2 separate regions of the Mus musculus genome follow, and region 1 is linked to region 2. A link is a contact called in public Hi-C data. All regions are on one chromosome and are shown on one strand. The core of a region is the stretch at or near the end of the contact, and the rest is flanking DNA. Distances in the headings are between cores, read along the strand shown. Region 1 holds the start of Parp1 (poly (ADP-ribose) polymerase family, member 1). Region 2 overlaps Lin9 (lin-9 homolog (C. elegans)).

Evidence for each region. A called contact is a pair of places that touch in the nucleus more often than the background predicts.
Region 1: a Hi-C map of bone marrow-derived macrophages shows a contact between it and region 2, with 43 read pairs. The contact joins the promoter of Parp1 here to the enhancer-like site in region 2. A contact is called at or near these places in 2 of 39 promoter capture datasets (the SN4741 cell line and macrophages), 1 of 15 datasets of contacts at CTCF or cohesin (large pre-B cells), 14 of 484 Hi-C or Micro-C datasets (bone marrow-derived macrophages, embryonic ectoderm, embryonic stem cells and 8 more), 6 of 115 datasets of contacts at active chromatin or transcription factors (the HPC-7 cell line, the SCID.adh cell line, bone marrow-derived macrophages and 3 more) and 4 of 9 other capture datasets (adipose tissue, liver, macrophages and 1 more).

The regions. Positions count from the first base shown.
Region 1 is chr1:180,567,118-180,570,291 of GRCm38.p6, forward strand. Parp1 (poly (ADP-ribose) polymerase family, member 1) reads left to right here and starts at 1,774. Exons shown (of 23, transcript NM_007415.3): 1 at 1,774-2,036. The coding sequence starts at 1,917. Gm31986 (a long non-coding RNA gene) reads right to left here and starts at 1,782. Exons shown (of 4, transcript XR_001779573.2): 1 at 861-1,782.
Region 2 is chr1:180,677,487-180,681,013 of GRCm38.p6, forward strand. All of the region lies in intron 11 of Lin9 (lin-9 homolog (C. elegans)), which reads left to right. Among named protein-coding and RNA genes, the nearest start is that of Mixl1, 18 kb to the right of the region's middle. Within about 2 kb of position 2,220, at least 8 of the 459 cell types and tissues checked have an H3K27ac peak or open chromatin away from gene starts, as enhancers often do. A contact at or near this core is called in bone marrow-derived macrophages, where this site is marked.

The DNA of each region.
Region 1 (3,174 bases), core at 524-3,023, 110 kb before region 2:
GCTTGAAGTAGCTATCACATTAAATCCTGCATTTCTGCAGACAGACTAAAGATGAGTGGACAAATGACGGACGTGTGCTCTTCACTGCACATGTCTTTGTAGTGGGCAAGCTGCAGCTGTTTGTGGACATTCTGAAGACTTCCAAGTAAATGCAACGGTTCCTAAGTTGTTTTTGTTTTGTTTTGTTTTGTTTTGTTTTCCAGACAGGGTTTCTCTGTGTAGCCCTGGCTGTCCTGGAACTCACTCTGTAGATCAGGCTGGCCTTGAACTCAGAAATCCACCTGCCTCTGCCTCCGGAGGGCTGGGATTAAAGGCCACCACGTCCGGCCTGTTTTTTTTTTTTTTGTTTGTTTGTTTGTTTATTGCAAGGGGGAGAGTATGGAGAGATGGCTCAGAGGTTAAAAGTACTGGTTACTCTTTCAGAGGACTTGGGTTCGAGTCCCAGTTCCTGCATGGCAGCTCACAACCATCTGTAACTTCCTCCAGTCAGGAGATATGAAAACGTCTTCTGGACTCAGCAAACACCAAACACACATGATATATAAATATTTATACAGGCAAAACATGCCTGCAATTCACACATTGTAATTTGGTCTGGGAGATTTTCTGTTTTTTAAGTCTGAGATAGGCTAGCCTGCCTGGTTTAGACCCTCTGCAGCAAAGGAGAATTTGCTGGGGTGGTTACCCACGGGATCAGTTACAAGGCAAAGTGGAAGGACCCCACTCCCTGGACTAGGTTAGGGAACAGCCATGTGTCCTGTCTCTCTCTGCCACGAGAGGGTCTCAACAAGGGAGGGCAGGGTTAGAAAAAGAGCAGCAACAGAGGAAGCACAAAGCAGATACCTAGAGCCAGTTCATACCTGCTCAATCAGGAATGATTCATAGACAAGTAGGCCACAGCTCACCAGCCAGTTTGCTGCCAGACATGCAGTTTACCCACACTTTAGGACACAGGCAAGTGGATCTCTGTGAGTTTGAAGCCGACTTCATCTTCATGGCCAGCCAGGGCTTTATAGTGAGACCCTGCATCACGCTCATATAATTATTAAAAAAAAAAAAAGACCAATAATGTTAAAGATTGTAGTGCTACATTAAATAACAAGATCTAACAGTAGCAAGTTTAACAATACCTATAACTTTAATTGTCGATAACCTAAAATATTTTGGGATCTCCCCAGGAAAATATCTGTTGCCGGAGATGGTGTCACACGCCCTTAATCCCAAGCACTCAGGAGGCAAAGGCACATGGATCCCTGTGAGTTCAAGGCCAGCCTGATCTACAGAACAAGTTTCAGGGCAGCCAGGGCAACACTGAGACACCCTGTCCTGTGTTAGCGCGGAGATGGGGGATGAGAACACACGACATCTGTTGTAACTACTACCAACTGTCACGGGTTCTGCTCATTCTCTTGGAATTTATAGTTATGCATTTAAGTTTACTAAGAATGAAAAATCAGGCTTTAGTTGGTTTTCTGTGTCAGCAATGTGGAGGCTGCAAAGCAGAATACTACACTTAGGGTCAGCAGGGTTCGCTCTAGACATACCTAGAAAAAAATGCAAGTGGGTGAGGTGGAATTATTTGGGCGAACAAAAAGCCTTTCTGGGACAAACCGACAAAAGGGGTGGCGCCTGTCAGATTCCCCGGGTCCCCGCCCTGGCCCCTTCCCAGAGGCAGAGACCAGCGTGCACAGGCGCAGTCGCGCTGGGACCCAACCTCCCAAGGACACGTGCTGAAGCCCCGCCCTATGAGCTGAGGCCCCGCCCTCCGCGCGCGAGCTTGGGGGGGCGGTCCCGCCGCTAGGCATCAGTAATCTATCCTGAGCGGAGGCGGCTCTGCACGCTTGCGGGGGAAACCGACACGTTAGCGGAGCGCACCAGCGGCGGCGTCGGGCTGCCGCTGCAGCACGAGAAGGAGGATGGCGGAGGCCTCGGAGAGGCTTTATCGAGTGGAGTACGCGAAGAGCGGGCGCGCCTCTTGCAAGAAATGCAGCGAGAGTATTCCCAAGGACTCCCTCCGCATGGCCATCATGGTGCAGGTGCGACGGGGCCGGGCCGGAGGCGCAGGGCGACGCGGCCTGGGCGGCTGTGTGGGCTCGGGGCCGCCTCACTCCGCCCTGCGGCTCAGCCGGACCGGGAGAGAAGGGCGGGAAAGACCCGCGGCGCTGCCGCGGAGGTCCTTGAGGCCCATTGGGCCGACCCCTTCCGGGACATTGCGCTTACCCTGCAAGAAAAGCCCGGGAAGTAAGAGCATCTGGCGTAAGTGCCTCTGGCTTTGTAAAGACAAGGGGCCTGCCTCTTCGCTGGGTCTGGATGGTCGCAGAGTTTTTGTTTATTTCACTGCCTTCTCGGCGTCGGGGTGGAGGGTGTGCGCGCGGTCTTTAAAGCTGCTCTGATTTGGGCCTATCTTGTCCCGGAAGATTATTGTCCTCCATGAATACAGAAGATTTTTTTTTCCCCTTAAGCCTATTTTTGATGATCCTTTCAACATCCGCTCACTCTCGGTATTTCTATTTTAGTTATGCAAAGCAGTGCCATTTCTTTACAGTGCATTCGCTTTGGGCCTGATTTCTACTTGGAAATAACATTTTCTCCAAACTTCCCGAGGTCTCGGCGCTTTCTGCAGCTATCTGGTCTCTTCACTGACGCTTCCGAGATGGTCAGGAGGTGGTGGGATGACGGGTCCTGGCGTTCCAGTGGCTCCTGCCTCCTAGGCTTCTGGTTTTGCAGATTCCTTCCCGTCTTTGCTAGTGTGGTTCTCACCTGCCCTGTTCCCACCTCCCCCAAACACTCAGTTACCCAAGCTCACGCTGCTAATGGTCGAGGCAATTGATTTCCCTTGCTGTCCAGCTGCAGTAATGTGTTTTAGAAGAGGCAGGCTAGCCCTCAATGGGGCTTCAGTTCTTAAGGGGGGGAGGGAAGGGGGAAAAGACATTCACCCAGTGGGTACCAAGATACCACACTGCTTCTATTATTTCTCCTTATGGGAAGAACTGAAGCTGTCATCTTGGTGCCCTCGGAGAGACTGCCTAGCTCAGCATTCTTGCTTGACACAGTTCTCATACATTCTATACATATTTATTAAGAAGCAGCTAGGCACGGTGTTAGTGTCTATAATTATCATTGGTGACAAAAATGTCGGGAACTGCTAGGGACGTCTTTGTTGCTTGCATTTAT
Region 2 (3,527 bases), core at 970-3,469:
AGGGACAAACCTCACCAGTGGTGGCTTAGCCGCAGTTCTGGTACCTAGGAGGGAGAGGACTGAGGATCACTGCAGATCATTGGTTTATATAATGAGCTCTTGACTATGCAGAACTACATACCAAGATGCTTTCTCAAAAAATATATTCTGGCCGTGCAGTGGTGGCACATGCCTTTAATCCCAGCACTAGGGAGGCAGGTGGATTTCTGAGTTTGAGGCCAGCCTGGTCTAAAGAGTGAGTTCCAGGACAGCCAGGGCTACACAGAGAAACTCTGTCTCAATCCCCCCCCCCCAAATATATATACATATATTCTGTTTCATCATATTTTATAAAATGAAGTTAATACAAAACTATGAATTTGAGGTCATGGTTTCTTTGGGAAGAGAAAATAGAAATACCACAGGCGGGGTTATAGGAATTGGTGTTCTCTTCATTGGCCCAGGTGAGTTTCCCTATGATTACTTTACATAATCCTCCCACACCCACCCCTTTGGGTTTTTGAGACAGGGTTTCTCTGTGTTGCCCTGGCTGTCCTAGAACTTGCTCTATAGACCAGGCTGGCCTGGAGCTCACAGAGATCCACCTGTCTCTGCCTCCAGAGCACTGGGTCTAAAGGCATGATCCACCATCATGCAGCTAATTTCCCTACTTTTTTTGAGATAGAATGGTGCTCGGTCAGCTGTACTTGCGTGAATTTCATAATTCTGTCATGTGCCTGTGAAACCACTACCATATGCTCTGCTAAAAAAAAATTATTTCCTGCTAGTCTAAAATTTCTTTTGGTAATCTCTCCCTGATTTCTAGGCAGCCATTGATATGCTGTCTGACATCCTGGGTTAGGATTGGTTTATATTTTCTAGAATACTGTGTAAATAGAATCATACAGTCTGCATGAGCTCTTTTCATGCCTGGTTTTTACATAACGAGTTTGGGATACACATACTTAATGACAGGATTCAGACTACGCCATTTTTTTTTAACCTTCAGTGCCAATGATCAAATCAGGGCCCTGGGCTTGCAGCCCTGAGCTGCTCCTCCCTTTGTGATGGGCCACACTTTATCCATTCATTTATAGATGAGCTTTGGATTTGTCCCAATTTTCAATTTCTCTAAAATTGCTGTGAACATTGGCATACAGGTCTTTGTATAGACAGCTGTTTTTATTTCTCTTGGCATGTTTATGATAGGTGAGTATTTAGCTTTTTACAAACTTGTGTTTTTATACAGGTGTGTTTACTATGTAGCGATCTATTGAATTGTATATGTTTGTGCAATTTTATAATAAAAGTTCAGTTAAGACAAAACTGTTAACAAACAAGATAACTGTTGGGCAAAAGCAGGCAGATCTCATGAGTCAAGGCCAGCCTACTGTACACAGCATATTCTAGGCCAGCCTACTGTACACAGCATATTCTAGACCAGCCTACTGTACACAGCATATTCTTGGCCAGTCTACTGTACACAGCATATTCTAGGCCAGCCTACTGTACACAGCATATTCTTGGCCAGCCTACTGTACACAGCATATTCTTGGCCAGTCTACTGTACACAGCATATTCTTGGCCAGCCTACTGTACACATCATATTCTAGGCCAGCCTACTGTACACAGCATATTCTAGGCCAGCCTACTGTACACAGCATATTCGAGGCCAGCCTACTGTACACAGCATATTCTAGGCCAGCCTACTGTACACAGCATATTCGAGGCCAGCCTACTGTACACAGCATATTCGAGGCCAGCCTACTGTACACAGCATATTCGAGGCCAGCCTACTGTACACAGCATATTCGAGGCCAGCCTACTGTACACAGCATATTCTAGGCCAGCCTACTGTACACAGCATATTCGAGGCCAGCCTACTGTACATAGCATATTCTAGGCCAGCCTACTGTACACAGCATATTCGAGGCCAGCCAGGGTCATATGGTGAAACTCTGTATCAAAAGCAAAACAGTGCTGGGCCGGGCGTGGTGGCGCACGCCTTTAGTCAGAGGCAGAGGCAGGAGGATTTCTGAGTTCGAGGCCACCCTAATCTACAGAGTGAGTTCCAGGACAGCCAGGGCTATACAGAGAAACCCTGTCTCAAAAAAACAAAAAAAAAAAAAAAAAATAAAGCAAAACAAAACTAGTTTTCCCCCATCCTGGGAATGTACACTGGCGCTGACGTGCTAGCCATCACTCTGTCACTGGGCTATACCCCAGCCCTACGACGTTGCCTTTTCTAGCAGGAAGTTATATCTGTGTGGTTTCATTCGAGCATTTGGGAAGTTCATATATAGCCTGACAGGTCATTCTTCCCCACTCACTTAACCTGTTTTTTGACACATGACATTATACTGATTCCCTTTATTTCTCTGGTACCATCTACCGGATCCCCATGGGGACTGCCATGTGTGGTGCAGAGACATACTTGCAGTCAAGCTACCCATACACAGAAGAATAAAAATCTAAAAAAAATTTTATCGTATGTGAAGAATGCTTATATAACTCTCCATTGGTTAGTGTGCAAGGAAGTGCTCATACTTTGTTCAGTGAGAAGATAAGCTACTGGTCTCCTAGAAGGCGACTCACCAAAGCACTGGCCAGAAACCTACTTCTGCATTATCTGTATTACCTATTACTGTGAGAAACATCACGACCAAGGTAACTTACAGAAGGAGTTTGTCTGGGTTTATGGCTCTGAAACAGTAAGAGTCCATCTTGGTGGCAGGAGCAGGAAGCTGAGAGCTCACATTCTCAACCATAATACAAGGTAGACAAAGCTGGCTACAAGTGTTACGGCGTCTCAGAGCCAACCTCCTGTCGAGCTCCTAAACTTTCCCAGCGAGTTCCACCAAATATCCAAACATCTGAGCCCGTGGAGGACATTCTCATTCAAACGACTACGTCTGCTCTCCCCACACTCATTGGCTTGTGACCAAATTAATACAAAATGAATTTAGACCAAATTCAAAGGTCCTTGTAGCCTTTCACAGACTCAACACTGTTTCAAATCCAACGTCTCTTGAAACTCAAGACAATCTCTTAATTATAAACTTCTGTCAAATCAGAAAGAGAATTACATATTTTCTATCAGGGCATAGTGTGGAAAACTGGATCACAGCAAGCCTGGAGCCCAGAGGCAAACCCCAAACCCGGGAGCTCACCTCTGACGTCAGAGGGCGTTTGCTTCCTTTACGTTTTCTGTGTATAAAGTTTCTACTAAAGGAATAAGTGGGCGCTAGAGAGAGTTGAGTGGCTAAGAGTGCATACTGCCCTTGCAGAGAATCTCAGGTCAGTTCCTAGTGCTCACACTGAGTAGCCCACTACAACCTGTAACTCCAGCAGTCCTGTACTTCTGACCTCCATGGACATTGGGATTTATTGTGTACATCCACAATCTCACCTAACTTAAAACAATCAAATAAAAAAAAAAGAGTGAGTAGCAGACATTAGGCATTCCTAAGAGCAAGGGCAAACTCCTTGTAATGTTAACACCATTATCAGGTAAGAACAGTATCACAGTATAGGAAGGTATAATGACC